2 separate regions of the Mus musculus genome follow, and region 1 is linked to region 2. Evidence: chromatin contacts called from public HiChIP or PLAC-seq data. All regions are on one chromosome and are shown on one strand. The core of a region is the stretch at or near the end of the contact, and the rest is flanking DNA. Distances in the headings are between cores, read along the strand shown. Region 1 overlaps Gm34880 (a long non-coding RNA gene). Region 2 has its middle 15 kb from the start of 4930578M01Rik.

What was found. HiChIP or PLAC-seq counts read pairs in DNA pulled down with a chosen protein or histone mark.
Region 1: an H3K4me3 HiChIP or PLAC-seq map of bone marrow-derived macrophages shows a contact between it and region 2, with 4 times the contacts expected there. The contact joins two enhancer-like sites. A contact is called at or near these places in 2 of 39 promoter capture datasets (both in liver) and 2 of 115 datasets of contacts at active chromatin or transcription factors (bone marrow-derived macrophages and microglia).

Annotation. Positions count from the first base shown.
Region 1 is chr15:99,662,273-99,667,258 of GRCm38.p6, reverse strand. It overlaps Gm34880 (a long non-coding RNA gene), which reads left to right. Exons shown (of 4, transcript XR_875662.3): 3 at 1,675-1,792; 4 at 2,542-2,895. Among named protein-coding and RNA genes, the nearest start is that of Gm34880, 5.1 kb to the left of the region's middle. Within about 2 kb of position 2,273, at least 121 of the 459 cell types and tissues checked have an H3K27ac peak or open chromatin away from gene starts, as enhancers often do. A contact at or near this core is called in bone marrow-derived macrophages, where this site is marked.
Region 2 is chr15:98,998,177-99,003,653 of GRCm38.p6, reverse strand. No RefSeq gene overlaps it. Among named protein-coding and RNA genes, the nearest start is that of 4930578M01Rik, 15 kb to the right of the region's middle. Within about 2 kb of position 1,808, at least 44 of the 459 cell types and tissues checked have an H3K27ac peak or open chromatin away from gene starts, as enhancers often do. A contact at or near this core is called in bone marrow-derived macrophages, where this site is marked.

The sequences.
Region 1 (4,986 bases), core at 1,024-3,523, 660 kb before region 2:
TGGTGCCAAGGCCTTGGTTAGAAGATGCTGGGGGAGGGGAGGGGGTGGAGAGGTGGCTCAGCAGTTAAGAGCACTGACTGCTCTTCCAGAGGTCCTGAGTTCAAATCCCAGCAACCACATGATGGCTCAACCATCTGTGATGAAATCTGATGCCCTCCTCTGGAGTGTCTAAAGACAGCTACAGTGTACGTACATATAATAAATAAATCTGAAGCAGCAGCAGCAGCAGCTTGAGGATTTGAGGATTCCAGGGGCTGAGATTAAAGCCCTTTGGCTTCCTTCTGCTTCCCTGGGCCTATCCACCCAGGGTTTGGATGTCTTGCTGACCTGATCCTCAGTCCTACTGTGTGGTGATCCTGGACAGGAAATGTAGTCTACCTGGGTCCCGCTTTTCTCCATAAACTATACAACGCAACTAATGCCTAGGCTGATAAGACAGCATGTGCTTGGCAAACGGTAGGCACTCGCTCCATCAGCAATGCCTAGCGAGCATCCTTGAAAGGCTGATGGGGGCAGATTCCCCATGGACACTCTCCTTGCATATGGCCCCATCTGCTGTATGTATAGAAGCACCCTCCAGCCTCTCAGAGATGGGTGGGGAAGAGGGGAGGGCACAGGGGGGACGAGGCCCCCCCTGGGACTCTGAGGCAGCTCTTCTCGCTCCCCCGTGCGTGAAATCACGAACGCCCCAATCTGTCTACATCCACTTCCTTTGCCAGCTCAGCAAATGCAGAGGCGATTAAGAAGTTAATTAGCAGGCAGCAGGGAAGGGGCTGGGGACCCATCCCTGCACCCCTTCACCCCTCTGTGTCCCACCCATGACCATCCCTTCTCCCCCTGCTGTCGATCTTCTGATCCAGATGCTCCTTTCCTCCATGTCTGATACCTCCCTGCCACCTTCACCCTTTCTCACTCACCCTCTGCTCACTTCTGACCCCATTCCTCTCCTCTGCTCATTCAAGTCACCGCCTTCTTTGTTGTCAAGGTTCACTCGTCCTCCTCCCATCTCCTCTCCTTCCTCTCTCACCTTACCAGTTCCTGTCCTGCTTGACTTTGGATCTGATGAGTGGGCTCCACATCTGCCTCAGGAGCCAGCAGCTTCATGGTCGTCTGTCAGGTCCCAGTGTCTCCCCTACAGTCCTGGAGCATCCTCCTCTGGTCTTCGTTTCTGACTCCTGGCTCTCTGGTCTGCTCAAGGGCTCTTATTTGTGCCAGGTCATGGAGCGAGAGGGCACAGATATGGGGCAGGAGGTGGTGGCAATTTCCCCCCTGCTGTTGCCCCTGTCCCGTGCAGCCATAGCTAAGCTTGAACCTGTCTTTTGCCCTTCCTCCGTCCAAACTGGGGTAGGGGCTGGAAGATGGCCACCTCTTCCCTGCCTCACATTCTGACTTACGTATCAACATGTCATTTTCCGACATCAGTTTTTCAAGGGAAAGATCATTAAGGAGAAGGGGGCAAGGTAGAGATTAAAAGGGCAGATGCATGGAGAGAGACCGGGTAGGTAAGGAGAGCTGGAGACATTGAGACGGGGCAGTGATCCCTGTGTCCTTTCCCTGACTGGAAAGTCTGGGTCTTTGAGCAATGAGAGTCAGAGGGAAACAGAAGGTCCATGGTGCCAGGGGCTTTTCTTACCCACAGAAACTTCCCTGATTTATTTTTCACCTGAGTTCCAGGTCCTCCCTGTACTCCTGTCTGGCCTTCTCTACATCCTTTTGAACCTGTTTCACATGGGGTGTTGCAGAATAAGCAGGGGTTGCCTTGATTTCCAGAGGAGAGAGTACTCTGGATAAGGTGAGCCTAGGCATGCATGCTCAAGTCTTTAACTTGCTGGCCTGCAGTGGGGGCATATATCCAGGGCATCCCCTGGGGGAGGGGCTGTGTTTCTGACTGTGGGATGCAGAGACCTGGAGTGAGCATTTAAGGAATTGCATAAATGAAGAGCATTCTCCAGGAGTCCTGGCTGGGTTAGGCAGGGTGTGTGTATGCTCACGCGCGCGCGCGCGCGCGCGCGCGTGTGTGTGTGTGTGTGTGTGTGTGTGTGTGTGTACGCGCGCGCGCGTGTGCGTGTCGTGTGCGCGTTTTCCTTTTCTTCCATCAGTTAGTCCTTAGGGCGCTGGGGTCTCGGAGCTGTTCTAGCCAAGCACAATCCTCCACCACCTAGCAGGACTTCTCCAGTCCGCTGCCCTTCCCAGCGGGCCCCCTCCCACCCTAACCGGCGCCTGTGGAAGGCGCAATCTCAGCGCCCAGGGCGGCCAGCGAGCCGGAGGAGGCAGAGGCGGTGAATAATTCATAGGACTGGGAGGCCCTTATCTCCCCGGCCGGCCCCACCCGGGGGCCCCTGTGCTGGGCTGGCGTCCCTCGGCTCTCTGCTTTATCTCGACGCCCAGCTTGTAATGCAGCCCTCCATATCACAGGCAGAAGGGGAGATTAATTTTCTGGTTTTGCATGGGCGGGGAGGGGGAGAGGGCGAGGGGAGGTGCTGGGGAGCAGAAGCTGGGATCTTTCCGATTTCAGACTCCAGCGGCTTAATCCTCTCCCAGGCCTGCAGGAACCGGAGGAAGAGGGTGTTGCAAGCCAAATTTCATCATCGGCGGCAGCCCCAACAGAGGGAGGAGGAGGCGAGGGGCAAACAGACGGCAGAGGCAGCAGCGCTGGCGCAGAAAGGGGAGCTGTTTGGAAACAGGGTGTAGGGTGGCCCTATCAGCCTCGTCACGCATAAGGCTGCCTGTGGAGAGCTGGAACTCTCTGCCCACGTGGAACACGCGTGGGCACACGTGTGTGACACCTAGAGCTTGGGGGCACACGGGCACACACTTCTTTAGAAGCTGACAGCATCCTGATCCTTGCCTAGCATCGGTCTCGAAAAGAGTCCCCCCCCCAAAAAAAAAAAAAAACCCAACAACAAAAACCCAACGTTGACTGACTGGTGAATGTTGATGGTCTAAGCAGACACAGCGCCACATGCTCTTAGAATCTGGTTCTGCCAGCTCGTTGCCATCTGCCCCGTGGGCCCTGGCACGTGCCCACTTCTGGCTCCTTTCATTTTGGGGGTTTCCATGGTCTGCATAGGACAATGAGAATTTCTGCTACATCTGTTTATGAGACATGGTTACCCAGAGCTAGAGGAACCCACCACCTGTTAGCTGAGTACTCATTCCATGTAGGGGCGTGGGCAGGCAGCTCTGCGCTGCTTCCCACAATCAGAAGTGAGTCCTGCCTTCATGGAGCTAACCACCTAGGAGGGGCAACTGACACCTGGGAGGGACAACTGACACCTGGGTAGCTGATTCGTTGAGAGAAAGAATGTGATGCTAAGAAAAACTACCGGGAGGAGGAGGGGCGGGGAGGAAAGAAGTGAGGGGGGCCTGGGGGGGGGGAAGGGAGGGGGGGAGAAGAGAATTGGTGAGAACCAGGAAAGCATTCTAGAATGTAGTGTTTGGGATGTGCTTTTATTATTTTTTTTAAGATTTTATTTATTTATTATATGTAAGTACACTGTAGCTGTTTTCAGACACACCAGAAGAGGGCGTCAGATCTCGTTACGGATGGTTGTGAGCCACCATGTGGTTGCTGGGATTTGAACTCTGGACCTTTGGAAGAGCAGTCGGGTGCTCTTACCCACTGAGCCATCTCACCAGCCCCCGTGCTTTTATTATTAATCTGAATTGGTAATAATGGCGTGAGATGGAGGCAAGGCATTTTAGTCTGAAAAAGAAAAAGATGACGACGGGGGATGTCAGGGTGAAGACAGGGTAGTTTTATCTGTTTAGTGGGTCAAGGGCTGGGGTTAAGTGGATGATCTTAGATCAGCCTTGGGGTGCAGGGTGGCCGTTGAGGGGTTGTGAGCAGGAAGTGGCATAGTCAACAATGTGTGATGGGCATTTACTAAATAATATGGAAGAGATTGTCTCATTAAATCCTAGACATTTTACACTAGACCTTAGTCAAAAGGCAGAGAGGCTGCGTTATCTCACTGTAAATAGATGAGAAAGCCATGGAGGTGCTGGCGATAGAATTCGAATCAATGGAAGATACAGAGATGGAGGCATAAATTATTTAATGACTCCTGCACTTTCAGGCATTGGGGGGAAAAAAGATATTTTTGTATTTTGATGTTCAATACATTTATCGTTATCGATGATTAGCATTCCTCTAAATAGTCTCATGCTACTTACACAACCAATAAACTGAGAAGTTCTGCAATTAGCAAATTCCTTTTCTCCAAATATTTAAACATTGATTGCAAATGAAATTAAGCACTTTGTAAACCCATCAGTTTTTCTTGAAAGCCTTAAACATAATTAAAAGCAGACAAAACATTCACTGCAAAACCAGCGTCGGGCACTTAAATGTCTTTGTGTGTTATTTCTGCCACTACTCTCTTTGTTCCTACTGTTTTGTCTTGCTTTTTCCCAGACATAGGAATTTCCCACCTTGAGCTAGAGAGGGAAGCTTTACTTTTTCCATAGGCTGACTCCTGCAGGAGATTAGGTGGAAGGGAGAGTCTGGTGTGTGCACAAACCCCAGGGGTGGGGGACCTCTGAGGAATTCTTCTGGGATTCATTATGCAACCCTTCCCTACCTCATCAGGAACTGTTCTCTTTCCAGTCAGGCCAATCACAGGCTTTCATATTTTAGTGTATGGCCCTAATCTTCCTCCGCCCACCACCCCCAATGCTTCTGGTCCTGAGGCCTTATCTTTACAGCGCAGCCCACCGGATAGCGCTGTTCCGAACGGGGCCTGGTCTGGTTAAGCTGAAAGCCCTTGGTCAATTGGTTAACTGGGACTTCAGCCTTTCCTTCTCATCAGCTGCTAAGACCTCCAGCATTGTCAGCCAGGGCACCGAAGCAAGTTTTTAAGATGAGGTATTAAGGGCTTAAATTAGGGCAGTGGCAGTGGAAATAAAAAAGGAGAGGACAGGTTTTTTTTTTTTTTTTTTTTTCAGACAGTTTTTAGGAAGTCCATGAAGGCAAAATTGACTTCT
Region 2 (5,477 bases), core at 559-3,058:
TTCCGAAGCTAGCATGCCTTTGACATGGCTGCTTAGGAGGCCAGGGCAGATCACAAGTTTTTTTTTTTTTTTTTTTTTTTTAAAGATTTATTTATTTATTTATTATATGTAAGTACATTGTAGCTGTCTTCAGACACTCCAGAAGAGGGGGTCAGATCTTGTTACGGATGGTTGTGAGCCACCATGTGGTTGCTGGGATTTGAACTCTGCACCTTCGGAAGAGCAGTCGGGTGCTCTAACCCACTGAGCCATCTCACCAGCCCCCAGATCACAAGTTTTATTTAATTTAACTTCACTTAAGCATGTGGAGTCCTGAGTTAACTGTGCAGTGTTGTCATGGGAGCATGACCACGGCAAGGATGTCAATGCCTCCCCTGCTTGGGATTGAAGCTGCCTCCTCCAAGGGTCTACATGCCTGGTTCCCAGGCTGCTGGTGGTACAGTTCTCTGCGGGGCCGTGGGTGTGGGGGAAAGAGGGGAATGGGAGAGAGTCCACGACCCGCCAGAGTTCTGGTGTTCTGGGCGGGCGACACGGGAGGACTGCGCACGCTTTTCACGCGGCCCCAGGTGGACATCTGGGCTGTGTGAAGCCACTGAGCCCACACGGTGGGTGGTGGACAAGGGTCAGCCCTAGGTACCAGGTTCTCAGCCTCCGGCATCCCACGCTGGATACGGAGGAGGAGCTGAGAACAGAATAAGGGCCCCGGGGACAGCACTGGGCCCCGGGGATGAGGGGAGGAGAGTGCAGGGGGAGAGGGGGTCCTGGATGGTTCCCATGTGGGTGTGAGTCCTTGGTCAGATCCGTGGCTGGAGCACGGGATGGCCTTCTGGCGGGAGGTTAGACACCGGGCTCCCATCCTTCAAGCACGTGGAGAGAGGGGGAAAGGGAGAGAGAAGTAGGGCTAGAGAGTAAGAAAGGTAAGAGCTTAAGAGAGCTAGGAGGGTCCAAGCAGCCCCTTTTATAGTGGGCTGGGCTATCTTGCTGTTGCCAGGTAACTGTGGGGAGGAACATATCTGGCTATAGACAGGTAACTGTGAGGGTGGAGTCTAGCCAGAATGCCCGAAGCTTGGCACATTGTCTGCAAGACTGATAGTCACAGAATTATGGACAGTCACCTGATTCTGGGAACGTGGCTCGCCTTTCCGTCCCTTGTAGATTTCTCTATTGGGTCACAGGAGCAAGCCCCATTCAACCAAAATAGGCTGCCTATCACAGTCCCACAGTTCTCCCCAGACCCTGCTTCTCCTTCCGTTTGCCTGTGTGTCTTTCTTCATCCCCTTGTTCCCCAAGTCAGGTTCCCCGGACCTTTCTGTGTAGGTCCAAACACTTAAAGACCAGGCCATCTCTTAACTGTAACCCTCAGTAAAATTGAAAAGTAAACTACATTCTGCCGACACACAGCGGCACAGAATAGAGATTATAGTTCCAAGAGGAGGAAGTGGGGCACAGTGAGGGAATCCTAGACCAAAGCAAGGCCGAAACCTGGCCCAGGCAAATCCCAAATCCTGTAGTCCATGTCTGATGTCACTGTTCCACTCCTGTGTGCAGCTCTCCTGGGCAGGTATCCCATGGCTCTGGGATCTCCAAAGCAGGGGCAGGTGGGTGGAGCTTTTTGAGTTCCAGGCCAGCATGGTCTGAGAGCTGGTTTCAAAAATTAAAGGGGGGGGGGGGTAGCGGAGGAGATGGGAGGGGTTGGAGAGGGGAGGTAAAGTGGGGAGGAAGAAGAGGAAGACAAAAGGTCAAAAGATAGCCCCAGGGCAGGCGCTGGCTTCTCAAGAATGCTGAGTCTGCAGTTCTCAACAGCCACGTGTGACTTAGGCAGCTCCCGTAGTTCCCGCTTTGCCGCTGCCTTCTGTCCAGAACAGAGCTGTCACATTCTCAGCAGAGCAGCTGCGACCCCACCAAGATCAGGCCGGCCTCCATTCCCTCATCCAACGACTCTCAGCCCAGGCTGCAGTCACACCCTCCTGGGCACCAGCCCCCGGTGCAGGGGATACTGCGCCAGCGGCTCTGGACTCCTGGGGTATTAGTATGTACAGGAAGTAAAAGATTCATCGTTAAAGCTATGCAGCTTTCAGGAGGCTGGCTCCTACGCGGGGGCGGGTCTTCGGGATTCGGCTGTTTGGGGGTCACCCATGTTCAGATAAACTCACTGACTCATCAGAAGTTCAACTTGGGTGGAATTGGTCCTTGGTGTGCTGGCGCCCTCTGTGGAAAGAACGGGCCTTTGTGTCTCCCGGGCGGGGGTGGGGGGGGGTGGGGGTGGTGGACGGACGACAAGGTATCAGTGGCTCAGAGGGGGATGAAGGAATGTTTTTATTTTGAGACAGGGTTTTATTATATAGCCAGGGCTGGCCTAAGCTGGCTGTGGAGAGAACTCTAGGCAATCCTTTCTCTGCCTTCCAAGCGCTAGGATCACGGGAATGTGCCGCAGTGTCTTGCATGGTTTTTCATTTTCCTCTCCTTTTGAGACAGGGTCCCCTGTAGCTGAGGCTGGCCTTCGCCCAGCTGCCCTCTCTTCCTAAGTCTCCTGTCTCCTCCCACTGCTCCCCTCTGCTTTCATACATGGGATCACAAGGCAGCTTTTCAGGGACACGGGACACGATTATAGGTTGATAAGATAAAACATAGGTCAAGTTGTGTGGAAGCTCTTTCCTGTAAGATTTATTTGGGAGCAGGAGAGATGGCTCAGAGGCTAAGAGCACCAGCTGCTCTTGCAGAGGATATAGAGTACAAATCCCAGCTCCCACACGGTGGCTCACAACCATCCCAACTCCAGTTCCAGGGGATGCAACCCCTCATCAGACAACTGTGGCAACCAGGCAACACATATGGTGTACATACACTCAAACACATAGATAAGTCTTTTTAATAAACGGTTTTAAAGTATTCTCACACAGTAAAAGAATTGTAAGCTTGAGATCCATGCTAATGTTTGCTGCCCCCTACTGGAATCTTTTGGGAGAAAACCCCGAGTCCTGGTTATGCATTCAAATAAAAATAACCCTGCGTGGACAGTTAGCTGATGTTACCTTCTAGTGGACATTTTCCAGAACTCGCCATACTCCGTCTCTCATTTCAGAGATTGGAGGCACGCTTCTGCTCTTCTACGTGGCCTTGGTAACTCCAGGCCCTGGGGGCTCCTCTCAGGCCCCGGTCTCCACAGAGCAACCTGAGGGCACCAGGAAGTGTCTTCTTAGAGGTGTCTTTGGCTCTGACATTCTGAGACACCTGTCGTAACTGCTGAGCCGTCTCTCAGCCCAATATAATCAAATATTTTGTATTCTAAAAGTATAACCTTGGTGGGTTTGAGGTTGGGTTTGTTTGTTTGTTTGTTTGTTTTTTGTTTTTCAAGACAAACTCACTCTGTAGACCAGGCTGGCCCCAAACTCAGAAATTCGTCTGCCTCCCAAGTGCTGGGATTAAAGATGTGCACCACCATGCTGGGCGAGGGTTTTTTTTTTTTTTTTTTTTTTAAGATTTATTTATTGTTATTTATATGAGTACACTGTAGCTGTCTACAGACACACCAGAAGAGGGCATCGGATCCCATTACAGATGGTTGTGAGCCACCATGTGGTTGCTGGGTATTGAACTCAGGACCTCTGGAAGAGCGGTCAGTGCTCTTAACCGCTGAGCCATCTCTCCAGCCCGAAGGGTTATTATTGCTTTTTATACAGTCTCCTATATCCTAGTTGACCTCAAATGATAAATAGATAGATGATAGATAGATAGATAGATAGATAGATAGATAGATAGATAGATAGATAGATGATAGATAGAGGAGGCTGACCTTGAACTACAAATCCTCCTGCCTCCGTAAGTGCTAGAATTGCAGGCATATGCTCCCACATCTGATTTATGTCGTGTTAAGGATCGACCCCCTGGACCTGTTGCCTGCTTGGCAAGCATTCTGTCTGCTGAACTAATGATTCCCATAATTCCCAGCTTTCCTGTTAGCAGTTTTGTTTGCTTGTTTGGTTTTTCAGAAGGCTCTTTTGAAAAATGTGTATGAGTGGGGTGTTGTGTTTTTGTTTTTGTTTTTGTTTTTGTTTTTTCGTGTAAGTTTGTACCACATGCACTTGGTGTCAAAAGAGACCAAGAGAGAGTGTGTCAGATCCCTTGAAACCGGATAGTTACTGATAGTTACGGATAGAAACAGATAGTTACAAGCTGTCATTTGTGCACTTGGAACAGAACTTAAGTCCTCCTTGCTAAGGGCAATAGGTTCTACGAGAACTAGCCGTCTCTCCAAGCTCCCTAGACAAGTTGTTTGTTTTTGTTTCCTTTTCAAAATTGAGTCTCACTAGGTAGCCCTGGCAGACTTGGATCTCTGTAGACCAGCCTGGCCTCGAACTTGGGGATCTGCCCGCCTCTGCCTCTGGGTGTTGGTACTAAAGGCATGCATCACTATTGCCTAGGTTTCCTTGTGAGGATTTTTTAAAAGATTTATTTATTTATTTTATGTATATAAGTACACTGTAGCTGTCTACAGACACACCAGAGGAGGGCATCGGATCCCATTAGAGATGATTGTGAGCCACCATGTGGTTGCTGGGATTTGAACTCAGGACCTCTGGAAGAGCAGTCAGTGCTCTTAACCGCTGAGCCATCTCTCCAGCATCTGAGAATTTTATTTTATTTTATTTAGAAAATTCGTGTCTCAGTTCCTTTTCCTGTGGCTGGGATAAAACAGCAAACAAAGGCAACTTAGCAGAGGAGAAAGGGTTTATTGTTTCCTGTGGTTCGCGGTTCTGTAGAGGGCACGAGGTCCTTGTGTTCACTGAAAAGTACTGGAACAGATACTGTCAGCCTTCCTGAGGCTGCAGCCCTTTAACACAGTCCCTCATGTTGTGATGACCCCCAACCATAAAGCTATTTCATTGCTACTTCATATCGGCAACTTTGCTGCTCGGAATGATAAATGTCTCATATGCACATTATCTGAGATTCGACCCCCACCCCCACCTCCACCCCCACTTGAGAGGCCAGGGAAGGTAAACACTCGGGGAAGAGATGAGATTATAACCTACCTCTTCTCCACCCAGGAGGCTGGGAATGGGTGTGGTTAGTAGCCAGGGTGACCTCTGTCCTATATGGCTGAGAACACACTGGATCTTTCCCAGGCCCTTCAGATGACACTGTAGTCTATCTATAGAACCCGTCTTCAGGGAAGAGGTGACATGTACTTTGGAAAGAGTTTTGATGTCATTGTTCACACAGCTTTTATTGTACACACAGGATTGTGTTACACCGGGAAACTTTTTTCCAGTTTGTACTGTACTTAAATGTGCCTAAAATAAACTTCCCGGTGTCCAGAGTCTTTGAAGTTTGGACCAACCAGACTTTCTTCTTGGCTCACGGAGACAGACACTCTGCCAGCTTGTGTGTGCAGAGACCCCGCACAACCGTCCATCTTATCAGGGAAGTCCAGACATCAGCAGCTTAAAACAGAGGTCCCTTTGCCTCCACAGCCA